Regions from separate parts of the Mus musculus genome. Here regions 1 and 3 are each linked to region 2. The links are chromatin contacts, called in public promoter capture Hi-C maps. All regions are on one chromosome and are shown on one strand. Each heading gives the region's core, a stretch centred on a gene start, on an enhancer-like site or on the middle of the called end of the contact. The rest is flanking DNA. Distances are from core to core; before and after follow the strand shown.

The links. Promoter capture Hi-C pulls out the DNA fragments that hold promoters and counts their contacts. Capture Hi-C pulls out chosen DNA fragments and counts their contacts.
Region 1: a contact with region 2 is called in a promoter capture Hi-C map of neutrophils, with 5 times the contacts expected there. The contact joins the promoter of Fam193b here to the promoter of 4833439L19Rik in region 2. A contact is called at or near these places in 7 of 39 promoter capture datasets (the HPC-7 cell line, HPC-7-derived erythroid cells, fetal liver and 4 more) and 2 of 115 datasets of contacts at active chromatin or transcription factors (large pre-B cells and microglia).
Region 3: a promoter capture Hi-C map of adipose tissue shows a contact between it and region 2, with 2.6 times the contacts expected there. The contact joins the promoter of B4galt7 here to the promoter of 4833439L19Rik in region 2. A contact is called at or near these places in 2 of 9 other capture datasets (adipose tissue and liver).

Annotation. Positions count from the first base shown.
Region 1 is chr13:55,568,805-55,572,863 of GRCm38.p6, forward strand. It overlaps Fam193b (family with sequence similarity 193, member B), which reads right to left and starts at 2,316. Exons shown (of 11, transcript NM_145382.4): 1 at 901-2,316. It overlaps Gm31364 (a long non-coding RNA gene), which reads left to right and starts at 2,292. Exons shown (of 2, transcript XR_873486.2): 1 at 2,292-2,621.
Region 2 is chr13:54,562,804-54,566,773 of GRCm38.p6, forward strand. It overlaps 4833439L19Rik (RIKEN cDNA 4833439L19 gene), which reads right to left and starts at 2,579. Exons shown (of 9, transcript NM_133797.4): 1 at 2,379-2,579; 2 at 1,712-1,818; 3 at 1,382-1,469. The coding sequence starts at 1,409.
Region 3 is chr13:55,597,811-55,602,282 of GRCm38.p6, forward strand. B4galt7 (xylosylprotein beta1,4-galactosyltransferase, polypeptide 7 (galactosyltransferase I)) reads left to right here and starts at 2,086. Exons shown (of 6, transcript NM_146045.2): 1 at 2,086-2,382. The coding sequence starts at 2,333.

The DNA.
Region 1 (4,059 bases), core at 1,066-3,565, 1.0 Mb after region 2:
CAATTCCCAGCAACCACATGGTGGCTCACAACCACTTGTAATGGGATCCGATGCCCTCTTCTGGTGTGCCTGAAGACAGCTACAGTGTACTCATATACATAAAATAAATAAATCTTTAAAAATAACAAAATAAAAGTAAGGTATGCTAACCATCCTAGGTCTTTCTTTATAGACAAGAATCTATAAAAACCTGGATCAGAGGTACTAATGAAGGTTCAAATTTGGGACAACTGCATTTCAATGAAACTGGACAGTTAAGACACCATCCAAACTTTCTGGGCTCTCTATGTGACAGGGGCTCTAGAGCACTGTATGTCTGAATGGGAAAGAAAGAGGAAAACAGACAGCTAGCTGCATGGTTCTCTTCTAGATAACAACACTCTTTGGGGGCGGGGATGGGGGGTGGTCAAAACAGGTAAGAAGGGGAAGCAATGTCTGGTTGAAATGGAGACCCAGCAGGAGCACAGGGCAACCTGTGACAGCCTAGGCTGCAGAGCGGGATGTTGGGTATGCTTCTGACATCCAAGAAGTTGAGATACTTTCATTAATTAAAAATCCTCTCACCGTGATACGAGACACAAAGGAGACCAGCATCAAAAGTAGGTTACAATAAGTGCAGGTTCTAGCCTGATTCAACCTTCCCCTCCTTCACCTAGTTACTTCTCCATAAAGGCAAAGCCTGGGACAGGCGTGGAGGAGCCCACGAAGGGCATCCTCCCAGCCCGTGGTGTTCACTGTTCAGTGCTTGGGACAGACACATCAACAAGTTTCATCACAGAAGGAGTGGTGCCATTGAAGGGAAGCAAAGAGGGTGGTGGGCACAGAGGGGGCACTTGGTTTAACTGGGGAGGTCAGGGAAAGCGTTCCAGGAATGGTACCCCAAATGGCATCCCCACTCACATGCACAATTCCAGAGATTCTACTAGAAGGCTGTCAAGAGCCATGCCTTCAGGCTGCACCAGCCTCCCAGAGTCCCCTGCTGCCCGATGCAGTGTCTGCAGAGCCAAACGCATCTTCCGCCACGCCTCGTCCTCATCCGGGCGCTGCATCCGACCCTCCAAGACTCCTGCAGGGGCCTGCCTTCCTTGGCAGGCTCAGCCAAAAAACCAACTCAAAACTCTTTTGTCAGAGCAAGCTTAGGGTGAGCCACCCAGCCCCGGGTGCCACAACCCTCCCTGAGCAACTGTGGCCCACGCCACCCCCGCCTCTCCTGTTTGCTCCTTTTTGCTCAAAAGAAAGTGACCTTCCAGGTGGCAAGCTGGAAGCTTCCGAGAATCCTCCCAAATACTCTTAGTCTCGCAGGATTCACCAAACTAGTGGACTGGCGGGGGTTGGAGGTGGGAGTGGGGGCTCCTTATGGGACAGGAGATAGGAGGAGAACAAGGGTTTCCTCTTTAGTGGAGTTATTCTAACAGTCTTTGGGGCCGCCAACTGTTCTGCTGGGTAGGGAAAGGAGAGAGGTCCCGGAAGGCAGATGCAGAGAGGTACAGCTGTTGAGGGTAGCGGCTGCAGACCGTGCAGGGGAAGGGATGAAGCTGCTGGGGGCGGGGGTGGAGGGGCGCACAGAGGCTGCAGCCTTGCAGGTTCCAGCGCCCTGAGATGATGGTCTTTTAGGGGCTAGGGGATAGGGGGGAATCAGGTGGCTCCAAAGGGAAGTGGAGGGCAGAGAACTAAGCGGTGGTCTCGGGACCTGAGCGAGTCCCAGAGAGCATAAATGGTCAGAAGATTTAGCTCCGGAGCAGGGCCTGAACGGGTAGCTTTACAAGGGTCGCAAGAGGGTTGGCTGAGCTTTGGCTTTGGAGAGGGGTCCAGCTTCCACTCCCGGCAAGCGGGTTGAAAGCATCTGCCCCGGACTTGGGATTTGGTCCCAGACCCACAGTATGGTCCATGCCCACTCCCGCCCCACTCCCGCTCCCGCTCTGGGGAGGTGTAAGCAGCCCGGCAGTCGGAGTCGTTTTGCTCGATCCTACCTGAGGGCCTGGAGCCAGCTTGGGCTCTTCTTCCTCTCGGGGACCGTCGCAATCCAGCTCGGCGGGCACCTCCGGGGGCCCTGCACCGGCTCCCGCTTCCAGGCTCGGCGGCGGCGGCTGCGGCTCGGGCGCCTGGGGCTTCTGCAGCCCCGCGGCCCGCGCCCGCTCCCGCCGGCCCGCGCCGCCGCTTGGCCTGCTCCGCCTCCGAGTCATGCTGCCTCTTGCGCCGCTCCCCCGCTCGCTGGCTCCTCTCGCGCCTCCGCCGCCGCCGCCGCCGCCGCCGCCGCCGCCGCCGCCGCCGCTCCCCTCACAGGACAACAGCCAATATGGCGGCGCCCGGCGCCCCTCCCCGCCTGCTGCCAACAGGTCAGAGGGCACACTCAGTCCGCGCCGCCGCAGTCGCCACGGAAGCCGCCAGCGCCATTTTTAATAAGGCCACCTCGCTGGGCTTCGCAGGAGACCAGCCCCGGGCGAGATCCTGTCCTAAGCACTAGTCCGAAAGGCTGCGATCGGCTGGAGAAACACATTGGGCTCTGTAATAGCGGGCCTAGGAGCTTAATTATCCATTAAATAATGAGTGAGTTACTAATCTTTTTGCTGCGAACTTTTCACGCTCATCTCTTGGCTCCTCCCTAAATCACTTGGAAACAGGTACGAATTATTCCCATTTTGCAATGGACAAGCACTGGCTGCAAAATGCCTACCATAGATTCCTAGATATCATCCCACCACACCTGTGGTCAGCCTGAGGCGAAAGAATAGGCAGGTCTTTACTTGTCGTTTACTGGGAGCCCCACGTTCTGTGCTCAGAACTGCAGGACCCAGACTCAGGTCGTTCTTGAGGCTGATGGGGAAGGGGGTCACTTAAATAGATAATAGGATCGGCGTGACAAGGATGAAATGATTAAAGCACATACTCTGGCAATGTTTTTTTTTTTTTTTAAGTGGTATGTGCGAGAGAGGTCTTTAACCCACAAAGCAAAATTAGAAATGTTTTAATAGCTCAGCATTTTAGTTGTTAATATGTCATCTCCACCCATTTTCTTCCCACAGGGGGAGAAAAATTCAGGCACATGGAACAAAAAAATATATGTATTTTTTTTTTAAGTTTCCAATGCTGTCTTATGCCTTGTCGAGTGAAACTGGAACTTTTTAGTAGTTACACGTGGAATTTATATTGATAACATCAATCAGAACAAAATCTGAAACTTTGACTACCAAGAAGTAAATCAATTTTTAAAAATTGCTCTATTTATCTTATTGTTTTAATAGGTATGTGTGTGTATGTGTGTGTGTCGGTGGGACTGGGTTAAACTTCTTTGGCCTAACTTGCTCCATCTTGAAGTCTGTCCTCCGTTTTGCATGGCCCCAATTCCAAGAAAAACCACAAATGTTCTAGAGTCTACCACTCAGGGAAGGGGAGGAACATCTGGCCTTTTCTCCAAGATCCTGAAACAGTTGCCACCCTTCTTTCCCTGGAATACCTAGGGGCCACCACAGACCAATCAGGAACCAGGACCTCTGGAAAGCCCCCTAACCACAACCAACCATGGTAAAGGTTGCCTAGACCCTCACCCTAATCTTCCACTTCATACCTGGTTGTGGTTTTCTGCTTTAAAAGGCCTGTGAGCCCACTTCTTGGGCTCATTGCTTCAGCTCCCGAGCCTAACTGCATCTCTAGTCCAGCTAGATCTCTTGGTGAGAGTTTCCCTTGGTGAATAAAAGCTGCTTTTGTTTGACTTTGGATTGTGGCGGCCTGTGCCTCATTATTTGTGTGACCTCAGGCCCAACATTTCTGTGTGTGTGTGTGTGTGTGTGTGTGTGTGTGTGTGTGTGTGTACGCGCGCGCGCGCATACGTGTACTTGTGTGTCAACTTGACACAAGCTGGAGTTATCACAGAGAAAGGAGCTTCAGGTGAGGAAATGCCTCCATGAGATCCAGCTGTAAGACATTTTCTCAATTAGTGATCTAGGGTGAAAGGGCCCACTGTGGGTGGTGCCATGCCAGGCCTGGTAGTTTTGGGTTCTATAAAAGAGCAAGCCAGTAAGCAGCACCCCTCCATGGCCTCTGCATCAGTTCCTGCTTCCT
Region 2 (3,970 bases), core at 1,329-3,828:
AGGTGATACTTTCCTGTTACATAATCGCACTCGTCAAGGTAGAAACCTGCCTGGCAGCAAGGCTCAAACCCTGCCAAGTTTGACTTAAACAGCAAGGGGACCCAGAGCTACCATGTGACCATCACCAATACTAATAACTAACAAGCCCAAGAAGTTACTAGTTGCCAAGGGCCAGGGAGAGGGCAATGAGGTGTTTCTCCTAATGGGTACAAAGTATTTCTGGGGGCATGAAAATGCTTTGTAAGTAGATTAATTTGATGGATGCATAACCTTATGAACACACCAACCATGAAATCACCCACTCTAGGTGAATTTACAGTATGTACATTGCTATCTCAAGGGAAAAAGACATGCAAACACAAATGACCTGGCACTGAGAGCCCTCCTTCTATCTACTCCTCTCTAAGTAAACTCTTTCCCATTTCCCAGCTCAGGAAACCGTGCTACGGAACCTAAGCACTACCACACGGCTAGCAAATGCGCAGGAGACACTGAGCCAGGGCTCACTCCTTGCTGCCAGCTACAAAGCCTTAAGCTCATGAGCACACACATAGCTCTGCATGGTGACAAGGGCGTTAGAGAGTCCAGTGTAAGTGGAAGACACACGTGATGGTAGAGACAAATGGTATTAGGGTACATGGAGGAAGCTTCCATTAACCTGCCTAACTGGGGAGCGACTTCAAACAGTGTCTAACACCTTGTCCAATGGCTTCATAAAGACAATAGTAATAAAGCCGCTGGCATCTACTTTTTTTTTTTTTTTTTTTGGTTTTTCGAGACAGGGTTTCTCTGTGTAACCCTGGCTGTCCTGGAACTCAGAAATCCACCTGCCTCTGCCTCCTAAGTGCTGGGATAAAGTCGTGCACCACCACTGCCTGCCCAAAAACTTTTTTGAGCCAGGTGCAGTGTACATGCATTTTAATCCCAGAACTCAGGAGGCAGAGGCAGGAGGATCTCTGTGAATTCCAGGACAGCCAAGTCTACAAAGGGAGACTCTGTCTCAAAAAAAAAAAAACAGTAGATGTAGATTTAGCAGCAACTCTGAACTTCACTTATGATTTCGCCTTTAAAGACAGCACTTGGGAGGTAGAGGTGGTAAGATCTCTGTGAATTCAAGGACAGCCTGGTCTAAATACAGAGTTTCAGGACAGCCAGAACCACACGGAGAAACCCTGTCTCTGGAAAAACAAACAAAAAGTGTTTACTCTTCACAAAAGACACTTATGGCAAGAGGCTGTAAGCCAAGGTCAGGGTGTATACCACGGCTGAGAAGGTGATGACCTAATACTAAAGAAGATCAGTACTAAGGATTCTGAGAAAATAAGCTCTCTGGGGGATGTGGGTGGGGGTACAGACTTAACCAATAAGAACTTAAGTTTACCAGGCACTTCTGGTTGTCTTGAAGCCATTGAAAGACAGGGATCCAGGTGTTTTTTTCTATACGTAATTCGGAGCTGAGTCCCTTCCACCTAATAAAAATAACATAGGGCATTTTCTTATGTTGCACAGCAGAGGGTCATTCCAGTGCTCTGACAGACACGCAGAGACTTATGGCTGGTAAGTAAGGTTGACACATACACACGCTAGAACCAATGAGTGACAAACACACCCCCGGAAGGATAAAGTCCACTAGTTTGCCAGTATCCTATGGCTGGCTCCTCTGAACACCCGAGAGGAGAAAGCCAAACCTCAGTTTAGACAGACACCTTACCACAGTGAAATGACGCCGGACTATGCAGACAGACAGATGTTAATGAGGAGCATTGCCCAGCTTCTGCAAATTAGCGAAGCTTCTGAGGAAGGGTCCATCCAGAGGCTCTAAGTAACAATAAACAAGCAAGGTTGGTACAGCGCCCCTAAGTCCACCGAACATCCGACCACTCCCCAGCCGGATTACATAGCAGCCTTTCCCCTTGGCAGAAATGAGCTATGCCAGCATAGAAGACCAACTCGGCATCACTAAAAGTCATCGCATTCTCACACAACCCTTGTCTTGAAAACAAACCCGCGGCGCTGCACAGCAGGCATTATTGGTCCAGATTTTTGTTCAAGTTCACTGCGGTCCTAGGGACATCCGCAAGCCAGACACACGCCCTTTCCCTCTCCCTTAGCGACCCCAAGCCCACGACTCTCTCGCAGGAGGTGCAAAACAAAGCCTCTGAGATGTGTAAAGCCAATCCCGACCTTCCCACGGTCCCACCCCTCAAGGCGAAGCCGGCTGGTTCGCAGCGAGCAGATGCTCCGAGGCTCACTGTGCGGGTCTTTCTGGTGTCCCTCGAGCCCCGCTAGGGTGGAACAGAGCCCCCCTCCAGGCCCCCCAGGCCGCGGCGCCCCGGAACTCAGGCTGCCCCCAGCTCCGCCAGGCCGCGGTCGGTTACCTGCTCGCCCGCCGCCTGCGGCCCGACTTCCCGCACTAAAGAGGCTCCGAGGCTCCAGATGGCCCAAGAGGCTGCTGGGCTGAACAGAGCAGAGCCATCGTGAGAGCGCGACGAACGCTCCCCTACGGAGGACAGTCGCCGGCCGGCAACCGAACCCCCAAACCACCCCGAGACTGTCGCAGGTCGCGCGAGACCTGACTCGAAGATCCGCGGGGCATGCTGGGAGTTGTAGTCCGAGATCTGAGCGTGCCTCCGTACCCACCACCACCGGAACACCTCCCTGTAGGTTGAACTCTAAAAGGGAATTCCACGGGGTTCCCAGAAAGGAGGTCACCTGTTTCCAGCACTTCCTCTGCGCTTTTTACTTGATTACAGAATTGTGGCACTTGGAGGCTGAGGCAGGAGCATTGCCTGAATCAAGGAGTGTGGTGGGGGCTGAGGATGAGAAGGGGGGAAAGAATGAAGATTGATGGCTGGAGATGGTTCAGTTAAAACAGTAATTACTGCACTTGCAGATGACCTGGGTTTGTTCCCAGCACCCAGGTTTGGTATCTCACAACCTCTTGTAGTACAGCTCCCAGGGTCTGCTGCCCTCTTCTGGCTCCCAAGGACACCGCAGTCGGTCTCCCATTCCCACATACTTGAATTTAAAGGGGGGAGACCCATCCCCCACTTTGCCAGACTCTCATTGCTTTATCAGGAAAGCAAGCTCAGGCAGCCTGTTAGCAGGTGGTGGCTTCTTGCAGGAAGCTGCAGATGTGGCACACAATAGACTTTACCTAGATTGGAAGACTCCACCCTAGGTGGGCTAGCCAACTGTGGCAGAAACAAAGTCTGATTCTGCCTGCTCAAGGCTGGGGGGAAGGGCACAGTTCAATGAACCATGAAGCCAGGTAGGCGCCTTCGTGGGTCGTGACCCACAGGTTAAGAACCACTACCATACCTCCCACACACAGAGAGGATCTGATAGTTAATCTTTCTCCCTTTAATTAGCAGTGGAGTCAGGCGGGCTCCACACTAGTACAGGACTAAATACAGGAGCATCCGCCTCCCCGGAAATGGATAATAACTATGAGAAAAGTGGACCTGGAGAGGTAGCCACTCAGAGGTCTCAAAAACACTTCCCTGCTCTGCTCCATGAGAGAAAGCTGAAAACACCCACACTCAACTCTGCTCCAAGTCCAAGGTTCACTGTCCGCTCAGGAAGAATCGGAGGGTGTTAAAAGATGGGAATACATTTGACTTTGCTTGCATTCTGTTAGGACCAAGACTGGGCCAGGAATTCATGTCTTCTGTAAGCTGTATACTTCATTTGTGAATAACACACTTGATTTGCAGTGTGACACTTGAAAAAGTATTCCCAGTGTTTTTACTTTACTGCTCCTGGGAGGAAAGGGTGCAGATCAATTCTCACATAAAAGGTTAAACATGGGGACGGAAGTGAAGGCTCCTCAATGGAGAACACTGGCTGCCGTTCCAAAGGACCCAGATTCAATTTCCAGCACCCATAGGACAGCTCACAGCTGCTTATCACTCTTCATCCAAGGGGTCCAATGCCCTTTTACAGCCTCAGCATGTGAATGACAGACAGG
Region 3 (4,472 bases), core at 836-3,335, 1.0 Mb after region 2:
GTTGTGAGCCACCATGCGGCTGCTGGGATTTGAACTCAGGACCTTCAGAATAGCAGTCAGTGCTCCTAACTGCTGAGCCATCTCTCCAGCCCTGTAGTTACTCTTGGTGGGTGTGATGATACTTGGACTTAAGAGAATGGAACAAGGCCAGACGTGATGGTGCACAACTTTAATAGCAGCACTCAGGAGGCAGAGGCAGGTAGATCTCTGTGAGTTCAAGGCCAGCCTGGTCTATGTAGTGAATCCAGGACAGCCAAGGCTATTACACAGAGAAGCCATGTCTGGAAAAAACAAAAAGAGGGTGGGTGGGAGTAGTAACTTCCAGAGGGCACAAGGCCTCACACTCCAGGGTAGTCTCCACCTGTGAACATCACGATCTCCATCCTTGCTATGGTTTCTTGTAGCGGGCAGGTGCTGACGGGTTTGTCAAAACCATCTGACATTGCTCACCAAGAGTGCCAAGTGTCAACATGACAAATAACGGAACACTGATTTAAAAGCAGTTCATTTGGGTTTGTTTTGTTTTTTTCGAGACAGGGTTTCTCTGTACAGCCTTGGCTGTCCTGGAACTCACTTTGTAAACCAGGCTGGCCTCAAACTCAGAAATCTGCCTGCCTCTGCCTTCCGAGTGCTGGGATTAAAGGCGTGTGCCACCACCGCCTGGCTAATTTGGGTTTTTATGTAAAATTTAGTTTCTTGAGTTTGAGGTCTAACACTAGAGCAACAGGTCACCTGACTGTCTTATCGCCTGATGGCCCTGCCTAACTGGTCTCTGCAGGAGGTCAATCCTGCCTTTAAGATCTGCCACATCAGGCTGGAGAGATGACTCAGTGGTTAAGAGCACTGACTGATCTTCCAGAGGTCCTGAGTTCAATTCCCAGCAACCACATGGTGTCTCACAACCGTCTGTAATGGGCATCCGATGCCTTCTGATGTGTCTGAAGAGAGTGACAGTGTACTCACATATATAAAATAAATCTTAAAAGAAAATTAAAAAAAAAAAAAAGGTCTGCCCCATCTATGGTTGACTTGGTAAGTTTCTGGTGTGGGATGCAGAGCCCTAGGTGAGCCACAGAGCAAATCATTGAGTTGTGTTTGTTAGGGTTTAAGAGGGGAAAGAAAGTTAAGAACAATTAACTTAACCAATAGTGAAGATCTACCTTGAAACAATGCACTTGAAATTGGAGATCATGGATTGTGGCTGGAAAGATTGTGCACACAAACCAATGACCTGCCTGTGCCTTGGTCCTTTCATCTTCACAATGGAAATAATACCTATTCATAAAGACTGAATAAAAGCACAGCCATAAAGAACTTAGAACAGGAGCTGGAGAGATGGCTCGATGCTCTTCCAGAGGTCCTGAGTTCAAATCTCAGCAACCACATGGTGGCTCACGGGCTGACAACCATCCGTAATGAGATCTGATGCCCTCTCCTGGACTGTCTGAAGTCAGCTACAGTGTACTTACATATAATAACTAAATCTTAAAAAAAAATGAGTAGCACAAAGTAAAACTTAATAAATGTTAGGTACTTATTAGAATATTAAATTTTGCCTGAAAGAACAGACATGAAGTCTAGTAACTGCCTCTCTTTTCCCAGGTGGGGAAGAGGGGAAGAGAGTAGATAAATTCACACAGGCAAAGAGGCGGCTCAGTCTCCTATTCATTCCTTAGGTTCTCAAATCGGACGACAGCATTTATATAGTGTGACTGTGCCAAGCACTGCACCAAATGGGTTTTCGTTTCCTACAATGACCACACAGAATACGAACAATTTATATAACCCAAGTGATGAAACCGTCACAGAGAAATCGACTCGCCTCAGCGTTGTTAAATTATCAGAGCAGTGTTTGAAGCACAATCAGTCTTCCGAGATCAGCTCCGAATTCTGAACTGGATCTTATGCTCCAAGAGTACGTGCTTTCTCTGCTGGGCTGACCGTAGGAATGCTGCGATGATACCAGCCTTCACTTGGGGGAAAAAGGAGGAAGATGTACCTTATCCCAGACGTTCTGTTATGCAGTACACGTCTAGTTCCAGCTAGTCTCTAGCTTGTTTGGTCGCCTTTGACTTGGGTGATGGGAGGGAACTCCCTTTCTTGTGACATCCAGTGGGCCCTTGTATGTAGTGAGAACCTAGCTAGGTCCCGCCATCGGTTCTCCAGACAGCAGAACCTTATAAGCTGTGGCTCTGAGGTGCAGCCGGCCCAACCGGAGGGACGGACTCGGCGGACCGGGGGGCGGGGCGGGGGCGGAGACGCCGCGTAGGCTGGGCAGGCCGGGCAGCGGGGCTTTGAGCCAGAGCCCCATGTCCTGCTGTGTCCCGCCACGATGTTGCCCTCCCGGAGGAAAGCGGCGCAGCTGCCCTGGGAGGATGGCAGGTGAGCGGCCGCAACGGGCAGGAGCCGCGTCCCCCTGGGTGCCATTCCTTTTCTCGACCTCCTGCAAATCTTAGCAGCCCTACGCTGTCGCATCTGGGTTTCTGGGGGTCACCCTGAGTGTTTGTGGTTCTCTGGGGGTGGGGGGAACGTCATTGGTATTGTCTGCACGGCTCTCTTTTCCTACTAGCTTCTATTCTGCGCGTCCCTGTGTCTGGGTCTCTGCCTTGCTCTCTCCATTGATCTTTTTGTTTGGACCGCGAACTAGTCCAGTGGCTCTCAACCTGTGGGTCGCGGCCCCCTTGGGTTGCATATATCAGACATTTATGTTACGATTCATAACAATAACAAAACCACAAATGTGGAATAACGACGACATTTATGGTTGGGGACCACCACAACCGTGAGGAGTTGTATAAAAGGGCTGCAGCAGTAGGAAGGCTGAGAACCACTCTTTCTCCTGTGCCTTTGTGTGTTTGTCTGTCTGTTTTCATGTAGCAGATGATTCTGTTCGTTTCTTACAGCGGATCTCTCTGTGTTGTGGCGCTGAAGGTCTTTATTTATTTATTTATTTATTTTCTGTCTGCCCCGTCATATCCATGTGACTTCAAATCCTATCCTTCGCCTTCATGCCCTCTCATACTTTGCGGTTGGCCGGGAAGATCACACCAGACAGAGCTTCCTGTGTTCTCTTCCTGGTTGGTTAGCCATTGCCTGTCTTATACTAGACACACCCAGTAGTTCATTTCCTGTGCTGCTGTACTTGTGTGGGGGTCTGCTTTAAGTGTTAGGTGTGAGTCTGGCTCATACCCGAGTTTAAGATATTTCTCACTGAAACAGAATGGCGGAGGTGATTTTCCTGCCTAGATTTATGGGGCATTACACTTTTAGGCTTGAAGCATCTTTTTGTTTGGACCTTGGGCTAGTCCAGTGGTTCTCAACCTGTGGGTCGCGCCCCCCCATGGGTTGCATACATCAGATATTTATATTATGATCCATAACAATAACAAAGTCACAGGTATGGAGGAACAATGTAATTTATGGTTGGGGGCCCCCATTTTCTTTCCCCCAACACGTTAGTGTATATTCACTTAATGAATGACACATTTGTTAGATATTGTAAGGCTCTAGAATTTAGTGGACACACTTTTGGGGTGTTTGTTTCTTTTTCTTTTTCTTTTCTTTTTTTTTTTCAGATTTGGTGTTAAAAGGTGACAGTAATATAGTAGAAGCATGGTCCATGGTGGCCAGAAATAGACCACTTAATTTTTCTGACCTCGGTTTTCCATCTCTGAAATGAATATCATAATATCTACTTGTAAGGGCTCATTGAAGAATGGTGAAGATAGTTTATAGAGGAGAATTGCCATCTTCTGATCATTTTCTGTTATTGTGTTCTCAGAAAAATAGATTGATGTCCATTCAGTGCTTTTGACACAGTGGCAAAGATTCATGGGACATATATAAAATAGTGTAGTAACTGGGTGGTAGCTCTAGTGCGAGCTTACTTGGGTTTGAAGCACCCCTAACTAGCTTTAGGTAAAGGAGACCATCCCTTTTCTAAATCATCCCTGAGAACCTGAGTGTGGGAGCAGCCAGTACTGCAGTTCTGAAGATGACCACCAGGTGGCACCAGCAGCCTCTGTTGTCTGTGTTCAGTATCATCACTTTTACTGATAAAATTGGGACCCTCAGTGGTTTTGGCTTTTAGAGCAAAGAGTGAGAGTGTCCTTGGGCACACGTTCTTTTTGTTTGTTTGTTTTTTGTTTTTCGAGACAGGGTTTCTCTGTGTAGCCCTGGCTGTCCTGGAACTCAGTCTGTAGACCAGGCTGGCCTTGAACTCAGAAATCCGCCTGCCTCTGCCTCCCGAGTGCTGGGATTAAAGGTGTGCACCACCACACCGGGCTTGGGCACACGTTCTTTATAGAAAGGGGAGGTTGAATTGAAGAAACAGCACGAGAAAGCACATGGACTGTCCGATCCATGCCTTGCTCCTGGATAATGGTCATTGTTTATTCCCCCAAAGGCGGTCTATTACCCATTGCTCATCATATAAATCTCAGTCCTGCTCCCAGAAGGAGCCCAGAGTGCAA